Regions from separate parts of the Mus musculus genome. Here all the other regions are linked to region 3. A link is a contact called in public promoter capture Hi-C data. All regions are on one chromosome and are shown on one strand. The core of a region is the stretch at or near the end of the contact, and the rest is flanking DNA. Distances in the headings are between cores, read along the strand shown. Region 1 overlaps Alg9 (asparagine-linked glycosylation 9 (alpha 1,2 mannosyltransferase)). Region 2 overlaps Alg9 (asparagine-linked glycosylation 9 (alpha 1,2 mannosyltransferase)). Region 3 has its middle 16 kb from the start of Gm32681. Region 4 overlaps Ppp2r1b (protein phosphatase 2, regulatory subunit A, beta).

Region 1 (2,901 bases), core at 278-2,777, 200 kb after region 3:
TGGAAGATGGAGTCTGCATATATGCACACATTCACACATGTGGAAACATAAATCACATGATCACAAACTAAGACAAAACGAAAACCTATCAAAGTTCATGCCACAAGGCCTGTAAGGAAATGCCACAGGCCTTGTGACCTGAAAGAACACAAGCGCTGAACATTAGAGTTGTTCAACAAAGGATAGTAGGTTGACTATAACTGAATCAGTAAGGAACAAGATGTAAGATAGGTGTCACCATCATAGAAACCCAAACACTCTACCCCAGTAAGAGAGGCTCTTAAGCAATGCTGGAATGGATCAGCTATGCACAAAACATGTCCAAGCAGCATAACTAGCTGACAGCTCAGAATGTGCTCTGATTCAATGACCATCCCATTTATCGGGGTCTGAGAGCACCCTGCTGTGGAGACTTAAGTCTGTACTTGCTGACATGAGCAGAAGACTGGCAGCTAGTCTCCCCCGAAACCACCAGCCGGTGCAAGTGGAAATACTGAGTCAATTTGCTTAGACTGCACTCAATGGGTTTCCCTCCCATTTCTACCTGTCTGTCTGTCCATCCAGCCACTAATTCCCTCACTCAAACATTAAAACCACATTTAGCCTTGCTGGTTCAGCCCCACTGAGTACTTCCTGGAACTGCTCTTTGCTGTCTCTTCCATGTAGTGCAATTTTCGGTGAGATGTTTTCTATACCTCTCAGTGCAGAACTGGCCCTTCAAAGCACCTTTAGCTCTAAAGACAATCTGGGTTTTCCTTCACGTTCAGTTATACTCAACCTATCCTTTACTGAGCACTGCTAACTTTCAAAAGGCTTGTATGGGCAAACATAAGGGTGCTTTAACAGCCTTTGGGGGGGACACGGGGTGAGGACATTGCTTTATAGTCAGTAAGCACTCCAGAGATAATTCACACCCCTATTTCACAAGCGTGGACACAGGAGCATGGCTAACATGCTGTACTTGCTGGAGGGCCCGCCTAGGGACAGGACACAATGCTGCATCTCCAGCTTTTAGAACTCTCCCGTGGAAAACACTCCTGAGTCTACACGTGGAAGAAAAGGCCAGCCTCTCAAATCAGATGATCTAGTCTGCTCCCCTAGCATCCAATGCTCACCTCCACAAGGAAACGGAGCTTCAAAAGCAAAAACAGGTTCTGTTTTCTTCTCAAACATTTTAGTCCTAAATCCATGAGGCAGAGCAGAGCAAAGCAGGAAACTACACAGTGTGGGAGGAAGGAGGGAGGGAGCTACAGTGGCCCATGGGATGGCGGCACAGCTGATTCAGAGTGCCCATGTTAACAAAAGCAATGGCATTCTAGAGGCCAAATGACCTGTCGGGTTCTAGTTCACAGAGTTTGCCAAGTCGCCCTGACCCATGTGACTGGTATAACACTTAACTTTCAGCAGTCTATCCAGCACTCGGGCCACCGTGCTGACCACTCAGAGTGACCTCCAAGGAGCTGTGAGGTGGCTAGGTCAGAAGTCTACTGAAGCACAGGCATGGGTATGTAGGGACTCATGCTCCTGACGTGTACAGCATCTGGCATAACACCCTAGCTTCTGCACCAGTCACCTTTAGCCAACGTTCAGAACAGTGGGGTTGGGAAAGACTTGCTGTTAGGCAACTGGAGCCTTCTGACCTGCGGTCCTGCCAAGGGTTGGGGGAAGTGCTCTTCAGTCTTTTCCCATCTGGTAGTGAATGAGGGATACAGGCAGCACACGACAGTGTCTCGCAGGCTCAGTCCTGCTCCTCAGAACCTTATCTGGGCTTTATCCATGTGGCAGAAGAGCACTGGAAACCATCTCAAGAAAAAGACTCTGGCAAGCTTTAAAGTTTGAAATAAATAACAAGTATACTTCGCCGCAACAGTTTTTCTTTCACTAAGGTTCAGGCTTCTGACAAGACCCTTACCTTGCTCCTGCCTCCTTTTCACCATTACATAAATCCAGCTCTAAGAAAGTAAATCTAGGGGCTAGAGAGATGGCCCAGCAGCGAGGAGGACTTGCTGCTCTTCTGGGGAGCTGGTGTTCGGTTCCCAGCATCTATAACAGGAGGCTCACAACCACCTGCAAATCTCAGTGCGTACACATACATACATGCATTCATGCATTCACACACAGATAATAAAAAAATAAGTAATAAAAATGTAAAAATAATAAAAAGACTGTAAAGCCCACCAAGTCATATATTTAAGAGCCTCTAATATGCTGAGAATCATAAAGAAGCTGGAACAAAACTGATGATGTCAGTTGCTTGTCAGTTGCTTGGTCCATTAGCTTAAAGCCAGGGCCAACCTGAAGCACTGAATCTCCTCGTCCGTCTACAGCACTGGCTCAGTGAGGAGATGTGGAGATGTCTTTCCACAACAACAGAAAGCAGAGCTTGCTGGACTCCACAAGGATTAAAAGGTTTGTTCAATTTGCTCTTCCTAAATGTCAGCAGATTTGAATGATTAGGGAACTAAGACATTAGGCAACATGCAAGGAGTTTGAAGCCAAATCTGGCCAAGGGTAGCTATGTTAGATGGAGATCTGAGAAAAGTATTTGGGGGAAATGGGGAGGGGCAGGAGCTGAAGGGGAGACAGCAGGCAGAAGCTGACAGAGAATGAAAGACTGTGAGAGCAGTGAGCTGACAGTGTAACAGGACATGAATTCTGCCGTTCCTGTTTCTCCTCGGCACCAGTGAGGGAGGCGAGGCACCACAGTGCCTGGCATACAGAAAAAGCACTAGAGCCCACCACTCGCTGGTCATGTGGAGAAACTGATTCAACGGATTCTTCCCTAAAGACCAGATAGCATCTGCACTGTGCATCAAAGCCTGCCTGCCCAGGATGTGGTCTCCTGTCCATCTGGGGAGGAAGGGGAAATGGCCTTCAGGGCTGCCCCGTTCCGTCTAGTCA
Region 2 (3,087 bases), core at 551-3,050, 230 kb after region 3:
TAATCTATAAATGCAGACTGCAATCTCAGACACTCAGCCATTCCCACAGAGAGAAAATGGAAACTAAAAGAAGCAGATTTCCACACAACCTGCTGCTTGCTTCCTCCTCCCACAAACCAAGCGTATCTTACGCGGCTCGCTCACCATGGAACCTCTGCAGCAGGTACTCCATAAGGAAAGTCAGTGGCAAAACCAGAAGAGCCAAAGCAAAGGCAACATTGAAGTTCAGAAATCCATTGATTAAATAGAAATACCATGGTTCTGTACCTGAGGGAAACGGATGGGAAATCATTAGTGATGCCTTCAGCACTGTCACAGCACATGTAACTTCCTTACTCTCCTGCTCAAGCAACACTGACAAGCCAACACTCAACTAAATGGAAACCCATAAGCCTGTGCTCTCCCTGGTGCTCCGCTGTGCACAGGAAGCACAAGAGCAGAAGACGGAAGGGCAGACTGGTGAAGACGCTATAGATGTGTACCATTGGGCTTGGACTATTTCACTTTATTCCCATCATCTCCTCTACCATAGAGGATGCACAATTGTCCTCTAAAGGATACAGTGATGCGGTGCCAGTGCACCAGCAGGCTTGAACATACGAGAGCTTTCATACTGGACTCCCAGCCTCCAGAAGGAGAAGTGAGTCTATGCTCTTCATTACCTCGTCTCAAGTATTCTGTTACGATGGCACCTACAAACTCAAATGGCTATTTGCAGTGCCTACTCCCAAACGCCACACCCACATGGGACAAACACGTTCTCTAATAGTGGTAGCTTAAGAGCACAGAGCTATAGGAAACAAAAAAAAAAAAAAATCATTGGAATTTTAACTGGGGCTTCAAGTTCTGCATTCAATATGTAGGCCAAATGATCAAAGCCAATAGATAAACTTACTTGGAGCTATGTAACCCCTTGAGAAGTTCAATTACTATTTTATACACATATAAGATACCATGTATTTCGTAAGAGGGAATAACTCATGGCCAGGGTTAGGGATAAGTTGAGTGGTAGGGTATTTGCCTAGCATTCATGAAGCCCTGGGTTTAGTCTTCGTAGAACCAGATACACACACCATAATTACATATATATTTAATAAAAATCAACAGCTTAATTTTGTGTGTGTGTGTGTGTGTGTGTGTGTGTGTGTATTTTATGTGTATGTATGTGCAGGTGCTTATAAAAGCCAAAGAAGGCATCAGATGCCTGGAGCAGTGGTTCTCAACCTGGGAGCCGAATGATGCTTTCATGGGGGTCATAACAGGTATCCTGCATTTCAGAGACTAACATTACAATTCATAATATTAGCAAAAATTCCAGTTATGAAGTAGCAAGGAAAATAATTTTATACCACATGCATAATACACAACATGTATTAAAGGGTCAGAGCATTAGGAAGGTTGAGATTGCCCACCCTAGAACTGAAGGTACACGTAGTTATAACCTGCCTGACTTGGTACCAGGAAACCAAACTTAGTTGCCTCTATGAGGGCAGCAGACACTCTTAGCCACTGAGCCATCTTTCCAGCCTCGCCAGCTCCACTCCCCCAACCTTGGCTACAGATTAGATCAGAGACCCAGGTCCTGCTCAGAACTCAAAGGACACAGAAAGAAGCAAAATGGCTGAAACAAATCTCATTCTCACTAGTTTTTATTCTGTAATTCAAAATCCTTAAGCCTAAGTGGTAAGAACTAGCTCCCTCCCTGCACATGAGCTGTTTTCCTCTCTGCTTTTCCCCCTGTATGATTGCTTCAATCAGGCAGTGAATGACACGTGTGGGCTTTAATCAGTGTGTGTTGTGACATCCGTCTTGCGCCACAGCAATTCCCTGCAATCAGCATTGCTTAAAAAGGTAATCAGGAGGCAGAGAACACTCAAAAACCTAACGCTTTGTGGCTTGCACAGCAAAAATAAGGTCAGAGACTAAAATCATAATGCCAGCAACACTTGGAGGAATGGGAGGGCTCACTGAGGAAGGGCCCGCTTCAATTGTGGGCCACCTCTGGGGAAAGTTCACTCCTGCTCACAGACAGCTAAACGGTAGGAATGGAAGTCTGTCTCCAGCAGGTCATTCAGGACATCTTTAATCTTGTCTTCCCCATGTCTCTAAGTTAAATAAACCCTCTGGAGAAATGTCTTCTCTGGGTTTCAATTAGTAGGAGCATTTTTTCTAAACTAAATCCTTTAGGACCCAGCTTTCTGAGAGGTGACTATCCACTCTCTCCCGCAATAAGAAGACAGGGCAACCTTTGACTCATTATATTTCTTAACAAAAGTCTAGAAATCTAGGCCTGTGGAGAAAAGAGACCAGCCAGAGAAGATGGGGGCCTTCCTTCTCTGTGCAGCCATGACGATGCTAAGCATCGGAGGAGGGAAGCTGCCTTCTCTCTGGTGCTTGCTCATACAGGTGCTGTCTTGGCAAGCACCCCCATTTTGAGCAACTGTCGCTACCATCGCTTACTATACCATACCTTCTATGTGATCTTCGTGTGTTCATTTATCAAGCTCTCAGCTAGTCTGTGCACATTTCCTAATAGGCTTACTTCCCTGAAGGATGGAGCAAGCACTGGGGAATAAGCCAAAACTGAAGAAAGGTCAACTGACCAAAACAAAACAAAACAAAAAACCCAAAATAAATAAATAAATAAATAAATAAATAAAATAACAAAAGACAAAAAAAAAACAAAAAAAAGGAAAAAAGGAACAAAAAATAAAATAAAAAGGTGACTTTTAATTCGGCTAGCGGGTGTCCCCCATATTCAATGGCTTGCATGCCCTAAGAGTGGCAGCTTTCATCTCAGGCTTTACCATGCTGATGCTCACAAGGCTAGGTCCAAGTTGACAGTGCAAGAAAATGCACCTCAGGTTGGCAAGCTGAGCATTTGGGGGGAGGGGACACAAGAGGACTCTGTAGCAGGCTGGCAGCAGGGTCTCCCTGTGTAGGCAAAGTGCCTCTGTTCCTTCCACTCAAATGAGCTAAGGGAGTCTTCAAAGAGGCTAAAAGAAGGAATCATGTTTATTAATCCATAGACTGAATGATGGGAAACCTGTTTTGCAAAGGCCTATAATTTTATACGACAGTGGGACC
Region 3 (2,937 bases), core at 331-2,830:
GTTGGTGGAGTACTTGCCTAGCTTGGACAACGTCCTGGGTTTGATCCCCAGGACTGCATAGAACAAGACTCGGTTATACATATCTGTAACCCCAACACTTAGGGGGCAGAAGCATGAAGAGCAGACGTTCAGGATCAGTCTGGGCTACACAAGACCTGTCTCAAAAATAGCATGTGAGCACAACCAGAACACGTCATTTGCTTCCTTTGCCTGTGTTACTCTCAGAGGCAAACCCGACAATTACACCAGCATATGCCCCATTCCTCACCACTGGAGGAGTCATTCTGGAATTTCCTTCCAGGCCCTCCCTAGAAACTCTAATCTGAACTTTTCTTGTCCTCGGCAGTTGTTTACTAGTTTTCCCAGTGCTTCTTAATCTTTTCCACTGAAATACAGAGAGAGAAAAATGCAAGCGGCATACACCACACACACACACACACACACACACACACAGAGAGAGAGAGAGAGAGAGAGAGAGAGAGAGGGAGAGAGAGAGAGCAAGTTCATATATCTTTGCACATATAGCCCTGAGTAAGTGACCAAAAGCTAAATTCTTAATACAGTTTTTACCAAATATGTCTTAAGTATTTGTTCAGCTCTCACAGTCTGTTTTTCTTAAGGAATTACAAATATAAAAGGGAAAATGTTATAGCAGAAGGTGCACTGTATTTAGCAAAAGCCTTGAAATCATGATCCTTCATACTCCCCACTTGAGAAAAATCTCTCCCACTATTCTCTGAAGTAGAATCATACTCTTAAATAGAAAATACACTACCCATCCAACCAATACGTATGGAGCATTTAATATCCTTGCTCTTATTTTGGCAAAACCAGTAAGCTGTTATAATTAAGAGCGTGATATAATCTGTGCTTTATAAATAGTAATGATATAAAATAGTAAAATGTAAGGGGGGGTCAAACTGTATAAAACTGTATATTTTCATTAAAAATGTAAACTAAACTAAATGTAAAAAAACGTGTGTGGGCATCTGTGCATGTTCATATGTACAGTTGTGTGTTTATGAGCACATGTGTATATGTATGTATCTAAATATAAACTTTTAATGTGAAATTATTCTCCATATATTGTTTTAAAAGTTACAGCTCATCCAAAATATTCAGCAAAAGCATTTATTAAAATAAAAATACAAAATAGAAGATGGGTGTGGTGTCAAACCCAGGAGGACTTCAAGTTCACCTCCCACTAGATTATATAATTAGTTTAAGGAAGGTTAACTCAATTATATTTGAAGCCAGCCTGGGGCTATACATCAAGATTTTTTTAAAAAAGGAAAAAACAAATTAAAATGAATATCAAAATATTAAATTTAAAATCCTTAAATAAACATTTTTTAAAAACTGAATTAAGTGTTATTAGGCAGTTTCTAATGATAAATTAAGTCCTCAAAATTTATTATCCTCTACTTGCCAATGCAAAGAAATTGTTATGATGTTTCTTCTTTAAGTTAGCTACAGACTGACTTCTCCCACAATTCCTTTGCTGGAGCTGTAACCTCCATCTAGTGTGACTGATATGTAGATGGAAAGTAGGTAAGGTTTACTGAGATCACAGGGATAGGGCTCTAACTCAACAGGACTGTCATCTTTGTTTGAGGAAGTGAAACTGGAGCATTCTATAGTGCACAGAGGAAAGGTCACATGAGGAAGGAGGTGCCAGCTAAAAGCAAGTGAGTCGGGCTTCAGCAAAAAACAGTCCTTGATGCCTTGACCTTGGATTTCCAGCCTTTGGAATTGTGTAAAAATAAATTTCAATTGTTTAAACCATCCAATTTTGGGTAGTTATGACAGCATGAGGAGACTAATATGCCTTTATGTTTACAATTTAAGAAAAACATGGAAGCTAGAGACATGGTTTAGCAGTTAAGAATGTTTGCTGTTCTTCCAGAGAACCAAGTTTGGTTCCCCAAATTCATATCAGACATCTCACAGCTACCTGTAATCCCAACTCCAAGGGATCAATCCTCAGGGGGCACCCTCACACATGTGGCAGTCACCCATACGATGCACACACACATACACACATATAAAAATAAATTTTAAAAAAGAAAAATGAGTTATTTAACATTATAAATTATTCTTGTCGCCATGTACAAAGAACAAAAGCAAAATAAATCTTAAGTATACTCACTGCTATGAAAAATTTTCCCTTAAAAAGGGAAAAAAACCTATTCATTTTTATTGAGAAGGTTTGAAAAATTGGTTAATTTGTTTTTGCATCTGTCAAAGCACTTTCATCACTCAAATGCTCTCTACACATCAAAGTGGAGTGGGACTTTGGAAATAGAACAACTCACAAACCTTTATAGCACACAGATGTAGCCACCTGCTGTGTTGAGGACATAAAACAAGAAGTGTGGAAAAATATTCTCCAGAGGCCTAAACAGTGTTAAAGAATGGATACTTCATTTTTATGGCCATGCTGTGCTGGTAATGAACGCCTGAACAAGAGAGGAACTTACACATCCCTTGACAGTGTGTGTGTTTGAAGCATTGTGTTGTGATGTGTGAGGCTCTCCAAAACCCAGTAGGTCTTACCTGCCGCGGCCTGCCTGAGATCTTTCCAAAGTCTGTCATCTGCAGATAATCAGTGGAATAGTTTAAGTCAATGTGATTTGTAACCTCTCCACTTGAAAAGTATGTATACTAAGATGGAGTATCTATAAATTTACATCATCCATTTACCCACTGAGTTAGTGATCATCTTTTCAAAAATAAGGAAACGGAGGTACAAACTAAATTGAGCAACTTAACAATTATTACTACCTATAAGTGGAAGGCCCAAGTCATAATCCAAGACTCCTGACCCCATCCACAAAGCTACCTTCTGTCTAGCTTCTTGATGTTCAGAATTGCTTCATAGTATTTTCAGGAGTGTTTGGTCAAGTACAACAAGAGTTGAAAAAAATTAAAAACATA
Region 4 (3,073 bases), core at 190-2,689, 150 kb after region 3:
CTAATGCAGTTCTAAATGTCCATGTCAACCAAGGAAAAGGATGGGAGGGACTTGGTCTATGCATCATCAATTAGTAAACCCAGCTGCCTGCTAGTAGTATGTGCTACAGAAGGAGACAGCAGATGCCTTCCCTCAAAGACCAAATACTCTTATCAGGGAATGAAAACTAGGCTCTCAGAGAGTCACATGGCAGAGGACCAATCGTCACATACAGCACTGAACAGAGAAGGCTGAGTGGAAAGAAGGGACTCTAGGAGGAGAGAGGTGCATGGCCTTTGGCAACTGGGAGGAGCTCTGGGTGCAGCTGCAGCGAGGAGCGTGAGGGCCAAGGGAATGAGCCAAACCCATGAGACTTGAGGGACAGCCCTGACCACAGAGCATTTCTAACACAAACAGGTTTCAAAAGCATCTAAAGAGATTTTAGCAAGATTATTCAAGTGGCATCAGAAAGCAGCTGAGAAAAATATTGAAGAAATCCTACACAGGTCACCATTGTCACCTACACAGCTGCAAATCACAGTTGTTCCCCACTGAAAATGCTTGTGTTAATTAAGACAAGCTGATACATGTGCCTGCACCAACACATAATAATCCCATTCAAAATAATTTATCAACGACATCATAAAACTAAACAATGAAGTCTGGGTTATTATACCCCCAAAATTAGTCATTCTGTGCAGGCCTGAACACAGAAAGGTCTGGTGCCTTCACTTCAGACTCAGTAAGACTCAAACCTTGGACTTAGATAACAAATCAAGGTGAACGATCGGGTTACTGGTTCCTCCTCCTCCTCTCACCTGGCAAGCACAAACCCCCCAAGCCAAGGCCCCAATCCTTGGCAATCCTGCAAGCTTCCAGAGAGATGAGAGCCAACTTTCCCCAACTCAAATCCTGCTCTAAAGACTAAGAACGGAAAACACAGAGACAGGAGACAAGGAGCTCTACTCGCACAGCCCATGCTCAGACTTCAGTCAGCAGAGAAACACACACCAAGATGCCCAGAAGTGCCTTACACACACACACACACACACACACACACACACACACACACACACGAGCTCTTTTTCATCTCGTACATAATTTGTGCTCCAGACCTCTCCTCCATTCTTCCTTTAAAGTAGAGCTAATGAAGCTGGAGAGACGGCTCAATGGTTAAGAGCACTGGCTGCTCTTCTACAGGTCCTGGGTTCAATTCCTAGTAACCACACAGTTGCTTACAACCATCTATAATGGAATCTGATGCCCTCTTCTGTCCTGTAGACATATAAGAAGACAGAATACTCGCATGTATGCACACACACACACACACACACACACACACACGGACGTAAAGGGGAGCTAAGGGCAGCACCTGTGTTTTGCTCCTAGCTACTGGTTTTGAATGATCAGTCTTACTACAAGGCCATGTGGCAGGGTTCCAGTGCCACAGTACCCAGAGACTGAGCTTTGACCAAGACCTCAACTGCACTCAACTCTACTTGGCCAGAGGCCTACTGTGTCTCTAGCACCTCTCAATTCTGTTTTCAGAGGAATGCAAGCCTTTCCCAAGTTCTCACTCCTTGTTTTGTCTGTGTCTGTCTTTCCCTTCAAGGTTAGGCTGATCTGAAAGGTTTCTTTACATATCTAATTCTATCAGTTCTCACTAACTTTGACTGGATACGTATCTTTATCCTATAAAAGATAAATTTATGAGGTACCCACCACTTAACTTTCCCTCACTGAGCCCTGCCTTCTTTTTTGTTTGTTTGTTTGTTTTGTTTTTCAAGACAAGGTTTCTCTGTGTAGCCCTGGCTGTCCTGGAACTCACTCTGTAGACCAGGCTAGCCTGGAACTCAGAAATCCACCTGTCTCTGCCTCCCAAGTGCTAGGATTAAAGGCATGCGCCACCACTGCTTGGCCCCCCTGCCTTCTTGTCACACTGCCCACGGACAGAAACCCAACCTTCATACCCTCCCCCCAGCTTCTCCAGACTCCTCAAGTCTTACAGCAGAGAAGCTTCATGCCAGGGAGGGATAAAGGGATAGTTCCCAAGAAACCTGCTCACCACTCACTGTATACCACCTACGGTGCAAAACATCACTCTTCTTCAAATTATAAAAATCTAACCGAAACTACAAAAGCTGGGAGGAAGCCCATGGCAAAGGCCCGCTCTCAGCTGCCAGCCACCCAATGCATCAGGGATCCTGCAGTCCATGAACTCCAACCTGCTAACTCCCAAGCTGGAAGGAACTCAGGAGGCGGGATGCTTAAGTCACATAGAGCCACCACCTACACAGAACAGCTGTCATTTCTCAACTTGTGGAAGACTGGAACCTTAACAGGCCTTCCTAATTTGAAGGACAGAAAAAGGCCAGTCTTAATCCTTAATTGCTTTCAAAGGAAGTAACAGAAAGGTCTCTGGGAACACCACTGACAGGGCTACTTACACCCAAAGTAAACTTGGTTAAATAAAAAAGTCTCTTGGATGGGGAGATGCCTTAGTGGTTAAGAAAATATATACTGCTCTTACAGAAGACTGGATTTCAGCCCTCAGTACCTAAGCCAGAGGGCTCACAACAACAATTCCAGCTCCCAAGCAGGATCCGATGCCCTCTTTGGCCTCCAAGAGTACACCCGAGCACAAGCACAAACTCACATACAGATACACTACTTACACAGACACACTCCTTACACATACAGACACGCTCCTTACACATACAGGCACGCTCCTTACCTTGCACATACAGACACGCCCCTTACACATACAGGCACACTCCTTACACATACAGGCACGCTACTTACACATACAGGCACGCTACTTACACATACAGGCACGCTACTTACACATACAGGCACGCTCCTTACACATACAGGCACACTCCTTACACATACAGGCACGCTACTTACACATACAGGCACGCTACTTACACATACAGGCACGCTACTTACACATACAGGCACGCTCCTTACACATACAGGCACGCTCCTTGCACATACAGGCACGCTCCTTGCACATACAGGCACGCTCCTTGCACATACAGGCATGCTACTTATACATACTTACAGATGCTTTCCTATGATTTACCAAGTTTTT

The links. Capture Hi-C pulls out chosen DNA fragments and counts their contacts.
Region 1: a promoter capture Hi-C map of adipose tissue shows a contact between it and region 3. The contact joins two enhancer-like sites. A contact is called at or near these places in 16 of 39 promoter capture datasets (the C10 cell line, the HPC-7 cell line, cranial neural crest and 9 more), 59 of 484 Hi-C or Micro-C datasets (the C2C12 cell line, CD4 T cells, CD8 T cells and 37 more), 10 of 115 datasets of contacts at active chromatin or transcription factors (the HPC-7 cell line, Th17 cells, acute myeloid leukemia and 6 more) and 3 of 9 other capture datasets (adipose tissue, liver and pancreatic islet).
Region 2: a promoter capture Hi-C map of adipose tissue shows a contact between it and region 3. The contact joins two enhancer-like sites. A contact is called at or near these places in 19 of 39 promoter capture datasets (the 3T3-L1 cell line, 3T3-L1-derived adipocytes, the C10 cell line and 13 more), 35 of 484 Hi-C or Micro-C datasets (the AML12 cell line, B cells, CD4 T cells and 25 more), 4 of 115 datasets of contacts at active chromatin or transcription factors (the HPC-7 cell line, fetal liver, microglia and 1 more) and 3 of 9 other capture datasets (adipose tissue, liver and pancreatic islet).
Region 4: a promoter capture Hi-C map of adipose tissue shows a contact between it and region 3. The contact joins two enhancer-like sites. A contact is called at or near these places in 6 of 39 promoter capture datasets (the C10 cell line, the HPC-7 cell line, embryonic stem cells and 3 more), 1 of 484 Hi-C or Micro-C datasets (liver), 4 of 115 datasets of contacts at active chromatin or transcription factors (the 230-238 cell line, the HPC-7 cell line, embryonic basal ganglia and 1 more) and 3 of 9 other capture datasets (adipose tissue, liver and pancreatic islet).

What each region holds. Positions count from the first base shown.
Region 1 is chr9:50,833,892-50,836,792 of GRCm38.p6, reverse strand. All of the region lies in intron 14 of Alg9 (asparagine-linked glycosylation 9 (alpha 1,2 mannosyltransferase)), which reads right to left. Among named protein-coding and RNA genes, the nearest start is that of Ppp2r1b, 22 kb to the left of the region's middle. Within about 2 kb of position 1,527, at least 71 of the 459 cell types and tissues checked have an H3K27ac peak or open chromatin away from gene starts, as enhancers often do. A contact at or near this core is called in acute myeloid leukemia, adipose tissue and bone marrow, where this site is marked.
Region 2 is chr9:50,797,299-50,800,385 of GRCm38.p6, reverse strand. Alg9 (asparagine-linked glycosylation 9 (alpha 1,2 mannosyltransferase)) reads right to left here. Exons shown (of 15, transcript NM_133981.2): 9 at 145-267. Among named protein-coding and RNA genes, the nearest start is that of Gm38476, 23 kb to the right of the region's middle. Within about 2 kb of position 1,800, at least 16 of the 459 cell types and tissues checked have an H3K27ac peak or open chromatin away from gene starts, as enhancers often do. A contact at or near this core is called in adipose tissue, where this site is marked.
Region 3 is chr9:51,029,049-51,031,985 of GRCm38.p6, reverse strand. No RefSeq gene overlaps it. Among named protein-coding and RNA genes, the nearest start is that of Gm32681, 16 kb to the left of the region's middle. Within about 2 kb of position 1,580, at least 61 of the 459 cell types and tissues checked have an H3K27ac peak or open chromatin away from gene starts, as enhancers often do. A contact at or near this core is called in acute myeloid leukemia, adipose tissue and bone marrow, where this site is marked.
Region 4 is chr9:50,874,842-50,877,914 of GRCm38.p6, reverse strand. All of the region lies in intron 11 of Ppp2r1b (protein phosphatase 2, regulatory subunit A, beta), which reads right to left. Among named protein-coding and RNA genes, the nearest start is that of Gm25558, 12 kb to the left of the region's middle. Within about 2 kb of position 1,439, at least 12 of the 459 cell types and tissues checked have an H3K27ac peak or open chromatin away from gene starts, as enhancers often do. A contact at or near this core is called in adipose tissue, where this site is marked.